4 separate regions of the Mus musculus genome follow, and regions 1, 3 and 4 are each linked to region 2. A link is a contact called in public ChIA-PET data. All regions are on one chromosome and are shown on one strand. Each heading gives the region's core, a stretch centred on a gene start, on an enhancer-like site or on the middle of the called end of the contact. The rest is flanking DNA. Distances are from core to core; before and after follow the strand shown.

Region 1 (2,712 bases), core at 94-2,593, 340 kb after region 2:
GGCAAAGGAAACAATTGTTCTTTTGTTCTGTTTAGAGTCAGGGTCTCACTATGTTTGTTTATAAGGCTACTGTAGCACTTGCAACATAGCCTAGTCTGGTCCTGAGGCTACTGTAGCACTTGCAACATAGCCTAGTCTGGTCCTGAGATCACAGTCTCCTGCCTCGGCCTCCTGAGCGCTCAGATTATAGACATTTGCCACTCTGCCGTGTTCTATTTTTAAACAAACAATTTAAAGTAAATATCTATCTATATATGTATCTATCTACCATCTATTCTATATATATGTTTACACATGTATATACACACATATATATGTTTACATGGGTATATACACATATATTTACATATGTATATATGCATATATTTACATATGCATATATATATATATATAAACACATATGTATACAAAAAAGTTTTTTTTAACTTTCTTGTTTGCTTACTTATTCTTGATTTTCGCCACAGTATTCACTACAGAGCCTTGCTGACCTGGCGCTTGCTGTATTTTACAGGTAAAGAGAATGCAAGGCATAGAAGACCCAAGTTACTTAGGGACGTGACAGCTAAGTTACTGACAGAGCTGGAGTTGAGCACAAGCCCACCCTCTCCAGCACCAGGCGCTTAGACAGTTTGCTTTACTCCTGACAGGAGAGGGGCTGGCATTAGACTGGGGCTGAGAGTGATTAAGCATTCTCCAAGTGAACAATTGGAACGTTCTCCCTAACAGTATAAAAACACAACAGCACAGTGCAGAGGGCAGAGGGGGAGTGAGACGTGACCAATAAACAACTTAACCAACACGCACACTTTTGTATTATGTCTTGAAATTTCATGGAGATGTTTTGAGTGATTGAAGACATAACCTCTTAATGTCTGTCTTCCCTTTGATGCTAAATATGGGTATGGAAGCAAAGAGATAATTTTTTCCTGTGTCATCAGTTACCAATAAAATAAACAAGACCCAACAACAAACAAGCAAGCCAACAATGAATGGGATTTCAAACAGAAGATTTTAGGAAGCAGTGGTAAGGGGCCACTGTGAGAGAGCTGGCCAGCACTGACCCTGGCCACAAGACTCACAGACTGTGTGTATGTGGTCACAAGCATAGCTGAGCCTGAGGACATCTGCATAACTCAACTAGGAAAGCTATGTTACCACTATTTAAAACCCTGGTACAAACAGGTTCAAAGGTCATGAGCAAGATGCACAGGACATTTCAGAGTCCAAAGAGCCAGCTAGTCCACTTGATTCCATGAAATGAAAGGTTTCACTCTGAAGGCCTGGCTGATTATGTTCTCTGTCTTAGCTTTTGTTTCAGGAAAGAGAGCAAGAGGCATGGAGGAGGTCTCCCTGGGTTGTGTTTCATAACACCTGAGGGACACAAAGTCCTTTCTCTAGGCTGTGGTGTGTATTCCCCTGAGCCAGTGCATAAACACACAACACTGGCAGCCTTCCAGGGAAAATAAAAATTATCACGCCAGAAGAAATTTGATGTTCCAGAGCCTCCAAAGCCACAGAGATGAAAACACTACCTATTGTGTGTTCTGTAGTGTGAGTTCTAGGCAACATGAAAGGCAGGAAACCAAGGTAGAATGCTCTTGTGAGTGGAACATAAATTGACTATAAAGTATCTGACTGCTTACTCTAAGTGTGCATTTTCTGCCAACTGTAAACATGATTATGATTAAGCCACACAGTTCTCTTCAACCGGATAGAGACACAGACAGGTTACCAGCTGAGGATTGCTTCCAGGCCCGGGACTATCAGGAGTGAGCGATCTGACCTTTGTGGATTTAGGCTTCCTAGATTTGACTGTGATGTGGGATGGATAATTGCTGAAGGACCTTTAATCTGTAAATCTATTTATCTCATTGATGACTTTAACTTTTCTCTCTCTCCGCTGTGATAAAACACCCGAGCAAAGTAAGCAAAGGAAGGAAGTAGCTTTGATTTACAGATCGGGGGCTCTGGGAGCTGGGAGGGACCTCAGCCAACCACTCCTGTATGCAGAGAGAGAGAGAGAGAGAGAGAGAGAGAGAGAGAGACAGACAGAGACAGAGAGAGACAGAGAGAGAGACAGAGACAGAGAGAGAGAGAGAGAGAGAGAGAGAGAGAGACAGACAGACACAGAGGGCACCCAAGACCCCAGCCCATGCAATAGTGGAATTCACATTTAGGGTAGGACTTCTCAGTTAATTCCAACTAGAAATACCCTTAGTGGTATGCCTAGAATTTGTCTCCTGGGTAATTCTAGATACTGCCAAGTTGGCAATCAGTATCAACTATCCAGTGATATAAATCAGGGTTAGAAGATGAGCTTTTATAAACACACAGTTAATGCTTTAATGATAATAATGGCCAGCATCCATTGGACCAGGAACTTTTCCCACAATACTTTGGAATTTATATGTACAACTAGGTTAAATTTCCCCAGTAGTTCCATGAAATAAGAATGAGTCTCATTCTAATTTTAAAGTTGAGATGACATTAAATTTAATTTAATTTAAAAGAAAAATATTTTTAAGCTAGTGGCCAAACTTCATAGCTAGCTGGGGTTCAAATGCAGGCACTCTATCTCATAGTGCACACATATAAGAATTCTTCAATCCAGCTACTGCAGATTTCAATAGTCATCGTGATCCAGAGAGGACCCAGCCCTGACCATCATAACTATTGCTTGTATGCAGCATAGCCTACCATTCCAGCCAAGCT
Region 2 (2,834 bases), core at 31-2,530:
TGTGTGAATTTGCATATGTCTGTGTGAGTTTATAAGCATCACATGTGTATGGGTGCCAGCAGAAACCAGAAGAGGGCATTGGATGTCCTGGAGTTGGATTTATATTTATATTATGGGGTGCCACGTGGGTACTGAGTCCTGGTCTGTTGCAAGAGCAGTTAACACTCCTAAGAGCTGAGCCATTTCTCAAGCACACATTTATTTATTTATTTATTTATTTATTTACTTATTTATTTACTTACTTATTTATTTATGACACAAGGTTTCATGTAGCCCAGGATAACCTCAAATTCACTATGAAATTAAGGTTGCGTGTGAACCGTTACCCTCTTGTCTCTACCTCGCAACTGTAGGATTGCAGGTGTATGACACCACACTTTAAAAACAACAAAACAGATACATTCCTTTCTTTTGGTAGATCAGCTACTTCTGTCACTTCTTCTAAAACAGTGTGCATGCACACAACACACACACACACACACACACACACTTACATACACATATACACACACTTACATACACACATACACACACTCTCACACACACACTTACATACATATATACACACACTTACATACACACATACACACACTCACACACACTTACATACACATATACACACACTTACATACACACATACACACACTCTCACACACACACACACTTACATACACATATACACACACTTACATACACACATACACTCTCACACACACACACACATACACACACTTACATACACATATACACACACTCTCACACACACACACACACACATACACACACTTACATACACACATACACACACTCACACACACACACACACCAAAAAACCAAGAACAAACAAAAACAGCACCAAACCAAACAACCAAGCCACCCCCCCCCCAACATTTGATGATGCTAATGGCTAATTCGTCCACTAAAGTGCAAGAAAAGGGAAAGGGAAAGAAAACAGTTACTTGTAAATCAATCGAGCCAACTTCCCTCTTTGTGTTCTAATCACAGACTTGATTTACAAGTGTGTGAGTCATTCTAAAACATCCCTTTCTGCTTTTCTAGGTGCAACCTGCCTCCCTTGTCAAGTGAGTACACCAGAGATGTCGGTTCCAAAACTCAGTTGGTGACAGCTAACCCCAGCATAATTCGCCAGAGGTAAGACTCCCTGGTTTCTCTTTGTGGGGGGAACCAAAGAGGGAGGTTTGCGACATCATTTGCATCTTAAAGGGAGTGAGCATATTTCAGCCTCTCTGCAGACAAAGAGGGAAGCCATCTGGACAGGCAGGAAGGATGGAGGAGGGAATCGTAAATAAACCAGGCAAGTATTACAGGCATCCGTCCTCATCCTAGGTATTTCATGCTTCCTCTGCGGTTTGGCTTCTCTCTGCTAGAAGTGGCGTGAATGACAGGGGGTTGAATATTTTGCTCAGAGCACAGCACAGCATCCTGCCCACTCATTACTACTCCTATGTCATGCGCTGGCACTGGTCCTACTTTGTGATCAGCCACTGTGAACTGACATGTTGAAACAAAAACAAAGAAATGACCAATTTACCACACGCATGCATCAAGACAGCAATGTCTTCAGAATGTACAAGAATGTGTGGTGATGATAGATTGGTTCTGCTTTGTCAGACCTTCCTTGACAGGTGGAAAATCCTTTTTGAAAAATATTAATTAATTAATTCACATTCTAATTTTAGCTTCCCATCCCTCTTCTCCTCCCTGTCCCTTCCTTCTCCCTCCCCTTCTCCCTGACTTTCCCCCCTCCCCTTCTTTGAGAAGAAGAAGAGGCCTCCCATGGATGTCAACCACACTTGGCCTATCAAGTTGCAGGAGTATTATGCACATATTCTTCTATTGAGGACAGCCCAGTTAGGGGAAAGGGATCCAAAAGCAGGCAATGTAGCCAGAGATAGCCCCGCTCCTGCTTTAGGAGTCCCACATGAAGACCCAACCGCAGGACTGTTACATATGTGCAGAGGGCCTAGGTCCATCCCATGCATGCTCTCTGGTTGACAGACCAGTCTCTATGAGCCCCTATGGGCTCAGGTTAGTTGATTCTGTAGATTTTCTTGTGGTGCCCTTGACCCCTCTGGCTCCTTCAATCCTTCCTCCCCCTTTTCCACAGGATTCTACAAGCTCTGCTTAGTGTTTGGCTGTGGGTCTCTGCATCTGTTTCTGGGTGAAGCCTCTCAGAGGACAGTTATGCTAGTCTGCTGTCTGCAAGCATAACAGAGCATCATTAGCAGTGTCAGGGTGTGCCAAGCTGTCAGGAGTGTCAGGTTCTCTGTCATGGCATGGGTCTCAAGCTGGGCCAGTCATTCTCTTTTGCATTAATTCCAGAAAACGTGGCAGCCATGATGGAAGCATTGGGGTCAGTCTCTAGTTGAGGAAGCGCCCAGGTGAACTCACAGGATTTGACAGGAAGGGGAGCACACAGGCACCCCCTCGAGTCTGACCAAGTGCGCTTCAAACTTGTTTCTTCATGTAGCCTTCAAAATCATTTTTAAGATACCGTCATTTTCTTCATTGTTAGCAGTTTTCCTAGTATTGTTAGCAGGAGTTAAATTGTAGATTTTCGGTTCCTGATGGGTCTCTTACATGCTTTATGTAGACGTTGTCAAAATCTCGGAATGTTTTTGGGTATAACATGTCCTCCTGTGAGAACCGAGGCTCTCTTTGAGGTTTCTTTATTAAGTTAACTTTCTGTCACAGAGCCTGCCTTTTAGATTCAAGTAAGTGTTACCGTGTCACTTTGGAATCCTCTCCCTGACACCTAATTATTCAACATAAGAATAAGGTACTGGGATCTGCCAAGAGCCTGTCCCTTGAAT
Region 3 (2,700 bases), core at 180-2,679, 300 kb before region 2:
AGGAAATGCAATAATCTTCCAAGTTATACATAAAAATCATTTTGAATCAACTATTTCCTATATACTTGGCCAACAGGCACACCTTAAATGTCAAAGTCTTTTGTCTAACAAGTTTCTTCCCCAAAACATATGGGTCGGTCTCTTTCAGCTGCTCAGAACACTTCTAACAAGAATCGAAACTAAAACTCATAAAAGCCCCCAAGTGTCAGGAACTGCTCTGGGGCCTAGACACTACTCATGTTTTAATTATACTAAAAAAAAAATTTAGCAAAAAACTTAAATCAATAAATCCTGTATAAACCCCCAACAATGTATTGGAGTCATCAAAATGACAGACGTCTTGAATAATACAAATTACTGCTCAAATCTAAAACAATCCCAAACCGTTAAAATTTTACTAATTTGGCTTGTTTGCAAGGAAAAAGGAAATTCACCTTAGTAATCCTACAAGCTGTGCACTGAAAAAACTATAACCAATTACACCAGATAAATTGTGGGTATGGTGGATCATAACTTGCAAGTGCCTTTTTTTTTTCCTAATCCTAGCTTTTCGGGGGTAGGGGTATCCTTCTGAGAATTTTTGTCTTTAAAGCCACTGACTCACGAAAATATTCCCAGGCCACTGCTCACTCCAACCCTGAGCATTAATTCTTCTAAGACTTTACAAATTTAGAAACCTTCCAATTCAAGCCTTCCTATAACGCACGGCATAGCGTTCCCTAGCATCCTGGCGTGGGCAGCAGCAGGTCCCCGGTCATTCCGCTTTGGAAAGGAGTTGTTCTCCCGCGGCTCGGAGATGGGGATGTGGGAAGATCTCGGGCTGGATAAGGCAGGGATGGGAGGGAAGCGCAGGGGAGGGAGGGCAGCGGAGAGGACCGCGGGAGGCGGATGGGCTGCGGGGTCTGGGAGGAGAGGCATGACGAGGGCCGCGGCAGCCATCCCCGGGAGCCTCTTCAGGGGCCGGGCAGACGTCGCTGACGCGGCGGCTTCGGGAAGGAAACCCGGTGCCCGTCCGGCCTCACCTGCAGGGTCACCTCCCGGGGGTCCCAGTGCGGCCGCAGGTGCCGCAGCAGGCTCAGGGCGCCGTCGCGGCAGCGCTGCTCCTCCTGGTCCTGCACCGTCACGTCGAGCTTCGGCACCTCGGGCGAGCCGGGCGGGACGTGGATGTAATTGGCCATGGCCCAGGCGACGGCGGACACGACCACGACGACCACGGCGACGGCGACCACGAGCGCGGCGGGCGCCGGCAGGCTGCTGGACCCTTCCGTCCCGGGGCGCCCTCGGCGGAGGGCTGCGGCCGCTCGGACGCACGGGCGGGCGGCGGGGGCAACCGGGCGGCCGGACGGGGTGCGCAGTGCAGAGACGCGGAGGCACGGCCGCTCTCGGGAAGATGCCTCAGTGCGCTAGACCGCGGGCGGCCGCGAAGCATGCCGGGACTGGCCTGACGCTAGCGTCACGCCGGGGGCGGAGCCTCGGCTGCGTCAGGCGGCTGGCGGGGTGGCGAACCCCGCGGCACAATGGGCGGGCCTCGGGGCTCTTGGGGATCGGGGTCTCGGGGAGCGCGCACCGCCAGGCACTCCGCTACTGTGGGGTTGGCTGGGCTCCTGCACCCGAAGGAGTCCGAGCGCGGCCGAGCCCAGCCGGAGCGCTTACGAGCCTTGCCGAACACTGCCGAGCCCTGCCGGAGCACTGTCGAGCTTTGCCGAGCCCTACCGGGGCTCTAACGAGCCTTGCCCGAGCGCTACCGGAGCCCTACCGAATTCTGCCGAGCTCTGCCGGAGCGCTGTCGAGCTCTGCCGAGCCCTTTCGAACTCTACCGATGAGCTGTGGAGTGCTACCCAGCCCTGTCAGGAGTCAAGGAAGCGTCACCTTTCTAGATCACTAGGGTCGTGGGCTCTGCTTACTTAGGGCTGACGTTCTTACGGGACGCAGAAGGCACGTCCTGAAATAACCCTAAATTTAAGCTGTGAGCTTAGCCTGGCCTCAACCGGCCAAGCTGGATTAATTTGCTCGCCTTGTTCCTGAAGCTGTGTGCACAGAACTACATGCTTGCTTGGTTCAGCAACCCAGTTCCCTTTGACGGTACATAGAAATCACAGTATTTGGGGCAAACTTTACGTAAAGTGAGAGTAAACCGGTGACAGTGGTGTGATGACCTATACCTGTCCTAGTTCTCAGGTGCCTAAGGCAGGATTGCCACGAGTTCCAAACCAGCCGGGCTACATAGTGAGTTCCAGGTTTGCCCGGGATATACTTAGTCATCAGCCGACCGATAATAGACGACTGAAACACTCATTTTAAGGGTCAGATAGTTGACGTTGCTGAGAATTATTCAAAGCCGGTTATATAAGGTAGAGACTCGGAGGGAATTGGAAGGAAAGAAAATTAGATCTGTCATGCTAAATCATAGCGCGTCCTGGGACTCGCACGGCTACATGAAACCTCCTGTATCAGAAAGGCTCTGCTCTTTGCTTGTTAGAGAAATACTGGCAACCGGATCATCTACAAGTTTTTGGTCCGCCCTTGTGCTTTCCTTTTATGACGGAGACAATGGAGGTGACTTTCACCTTGACTTCTGGCCTCCCCGGGGCTGAGTACAAGTGAATAACTTGTGAATGATCAAATGTTGTATTACCCATTAGCACACATTTATGTTCTCATTGTTCTGAATGAGGCTACATACCTTTGTAAGTCACAAAT
Region 4 (2,700 bases), core at 19-2,518, 310 kb after region 2:
TTTCAGCTACAGGCACCCTCATAAACTCCCTGGAGTCTTCCCCATGCTAGATTTCTGGCACATCTTAGAGATGCCCTTCCCACTCTGGCCCTCCAAGCCACCAATTTCTGTTCACTCTTCCAGCCCTCTCTCAACCCAATCCCTGCCCCAATCTTTCTCCCAGCCATCTCTCTCCCTCCATCTACTCTAATGGCAATTTTATTTCCCCTTCTGAGTGAGATTCAAGCACCCTTCCATGGTCCCTCTTGTTATTTAGCATTTGGGTGTCTGTGGATTGTAGCATGGGTATCCTGCAATTTATGCTTAATAACCATTTATAAGTGGATACATATCACGCATGTCCTTTGGGGTCCGGGTTACTTCCCACTATAACTCTTCTTAAAAGACCCATGTGGCTTTCCCTTTTTTTCAAGATGAAAATGAAAAATGAGTGATTTCAATGCAATTGTCTTTCTGTCCTTTGGGGAAGGGTTTTGTAGTATGTGTGCGTGTGTGTGTGTGTGTGTGTGTGTGTGTGTGTGTGTGTGTGTGTGTGTGTGTGTGTTTTACAACCTCTTACTTTGTAGCCTATGCTGGTCTGGGACTCACTTTGCTGGCTTTTAGACTCACATCAATTCTCTTCATGTATGTAGTTCCCAAGGAGGCTAGAGGAGGTCTTAAGAGCCCTGGAACTGGAGTTACAGATCTTGAGAGCCCACATGAGAGTCCTGGAAACTGAACTCAGGTCCTCTGTAAGAGCAGCGAACACTCTTAGCTGCTGAGTCATTCTCTCCAGCCCCAGGAGCAATTGTTTACTAAGCAAGGAAACCAACAGATACTTAAACAACACATCTACCACTTGAGTGACAAAATCCATGTGATTATACAATAGAAAACTCTATAGTATTTGGATTCCTTTTGGAAATCATTAATAACAATTGTATGTCTTTAGGGGAAATTTTTGCTTTTGCCTCTTTTTAAGCTTTTGTCAGAGAAGTACAGACATGCACAACAGTGTGGGTATTACTGTAATGAACACTGCATGCTCATCACCTGCCTCAATAATGGTTAATTGTATTTTTTGTTTGTTACCCCCACCATGGTGGTTTGGATGTGAAATATCCACCATGGGCTTGTGTTTGGATACTGGGTTCCTAGCTGGGGTTGGAAGGTGTGAAGCTGGTGGGAGGAAGTAAGTTACAAGAAGCCAGTCTTGAGGTCTGACAGCATGGTCCCACTTCCTGTCTGCCCTCTGCTTGCTAACTGTTGATGCATTGACCAGCCACTTCCTGTTGCTACTATCATGCCTTACTTGCCACAATGGAGTATATCTTGTTAATTATATGCATTTTGCATGCACATATGTGTATGTGCACGAGAGCAGTGCCCACAAAGATTAGACCTAGGTATCAGGTCCCCTGGAGGTGGGGCTCTCAGTGGCTATGAACTGCCATGTGAGTGTTGAACTCTGGGAGAGCCACAGGTGTTCTTACCACAAAGCTGCCTCTCCAGCCCCAAGTAAAGTTGTTCTGGAGCCAAGAGTTGGAAGTCACGTATCGGCTTCTGTTCAAAGTCTTTTAATTTAAAATCAGGCATATGTCCATTGGAAAAGCTGAAAGCTGTCGAATCTATAACCAAATGGTCACATTTCTAGAAAGGGAAAAACTGTAGCTATGAACTACAGGAAGGGGTCTGAGAGGAGAGAGCATCTACCAGCTTCATGGCACTAAGTATTTAAGCAAATGCTGTGATAAATAGTCTGAAGACAAGGGCGGGGGGAGGGGATTGAAATGATTTATGATTTCAATTTATGAATGAAATGAATATGAAATGGCAATAAGTAGGGAGGTGGGAGGTTTGAAAGAGCATATTGGTAAAAGGAGAGAATTTTAGCTTAGGTAGCTTACAGCTCTGTGTGGTACCTCTCTCTGTCTCTCTGCCTCTCTCTCTTTCTCTCTCTGTCTCTTTCTTTCTCTCTCCATTTCAATCTCCATCTATCTATATTATCTCTATATACATATATGCCATAATCTATATCTATATGATAATTTATATCTCTGTATATCACTATCATTTATACTACATCTCCATCTCTGTCGATATAGATGATATAAACAGACAGATGCAGTCTTTGGTGAACTTGAGGAGATATACAGAGTTGGGAATGAAGCTGGAAAATGAACCCAGGAAGCCACATCAGAGACCAGGTAGAAAAGTCCTGGCTGTCATTCCCGAAAAGGTTGGTCTTTCTCCAGTTGCCTATGTCCAATACTTGAAGCCTTTGGCGAACTCTATTGAGTTCTATTGAACTCTATTTCTAACTGAGAAGGGGATCGTGACCTTAATTTTGCATACCACCAGTTCATCTTTTGCATTGTCAACACAAACTGAAGCAAGCCAGTGGTATGTAGATATTTAGCCTCAATCTGTGTTCATGCATACATGTTTGTGTGTGAAGATGGTGCATATGTCAGGTGTGTATTGTTAAAAAAATATGCATGTGGAGGCCAGACATTGATACTAGGTACCTTATTGTTTGTTGTTTTATTTTTTGAGACAGGATCTCTCATTGACTGACCTGGGGCTCATCACTGTGGCTAGGCTGACTGGTCAGCAACTCCAGGGAGTGCCTGTTTGTATTCCCGATGCTCTGGAGTTAGAGATGCATGAAGCTGTGACAGGTAGGGATGTGGATTCTGGGTCCAAACTTAGTTCTGCCCA

Evidence for each region. ChIA-PET counts read pairs in DNA pulled down with a chosen protein or histone mark.
Region 1: an RNA polymerase II ChIA-PET map of memory CD8 T cells shows a contact between it and region 2, with 9 read pairs. The contact joins two enhancer-like sites. A contact is called at or near these places in 1 of 15 datasets of contacts at CTCF or cohesin (pro-B cells), 10 of 484 Hi-C or Micro-C datasets (all in embryonic stem cells) and 1 of 115 datasets of contacts at active chromatin or transcription factors (memory CD8 T cells).
Region 3: a contact with region 2 is called in an RNA polymerase II ChIA-PET map of memory CD8 T cells, with 165 read pairs. The contact joins the promoter of Etnk1 here to the enhancer-like site in region 2. A contact is called at or near these places in 1 of 39 promoter capture datasets (liver), 5 of 484 Hi-C or Micro-C datasets (CD4 T cells, CD8 T cells, the CH12 cell line and 1 more) and 5 of 115 datasets of contacts at active chromatin or transcription factors (the SCID.adh cell line, bone marrow-derived macrophages, effector CD8 T cells and 2 more).
Region 4: an RNA polymerase II ChIA-PET map of memory CD8 T cells shows a contact between it and region 2, with 26 read pairs. The contact joins two enhancer-like sites. A contact is called at or near these places in 2 of 115 datasets of contacts at active chromatin or transcription factors (effector CD8 T cells and memory CD8 T cells).

The regions. Positions count from the first base shown.
Region 1 is chr6:142,526,887-142,529,598 of GRCm38.p6, reverse strand. All of the region lies in intron 3 of Gm46979 (a long non-coding RNA gene), which reads right to left. Among named protein-coding and RNA genes, the nearest start is that of Gm46979, 7.1 kb to the right of the region's middle. Within about 2 kb of position 1,343, at least 9 of the 459 cell types and tissues checked have an H3K27ac peak or open chromatin away from gene starts, as enhancers often do. A contact at or near this core is called in memory CD8 T cells, where this site is marked.
Region 2 is chr6:142,866,172-142,869,005 of GRCm38.p6, reverse strand. St8sia1 (ST8 alpha-N-acetyl-neuraminide alpha-2,8-sialyltransferase 1) reads left to right here. Exons shown (of 5, transcript NM_011374.2): 4 at 1,060-1,152. Among named protein-coding and RNA genes, the nearest start is that of Gm7457, 53 kb to the right of the region's middle. Within about 2 kb of position 1,280, at least 160 of the 459 cell types and tissues checked have an H3K27ac peak or open chromatin away from gene starts, as enhancers often do. A contact at or near this core is called in CD8 T cells, the CH12 cell line, the HPC-7 cell line and 3 more, where this site is marked.
Region 3 is chr6:143,165,959-143,168,658 of GRCm38.p6, reverse strand. It overlaps Etnk1 (ethanolamine kinase 1), which reads right to left and starts at 1,429. Exons shown (of 8, transcript NM_029250.2): 1 at 1,023-1,429. The coding sequence starts at 1,178.
Region 4 is chr6:142,559,884-142,562,583 of GRCm38.p6, reverse strand. No RefSeq gene overlaps it. Among named protein-coding and RNA genes, the nearest start is that of Kcnj8, 10 kb to the left of the region's middle. Within about 2 kb of position 1,268, at least 23 of the 459 cell types and tissues checked have an H3K27ac peak or open chromatin away from gene starts, as enhancers often do. A contact at or near this core is called in effector CD8 T cells and memory CD8 T cells, where this site is marked.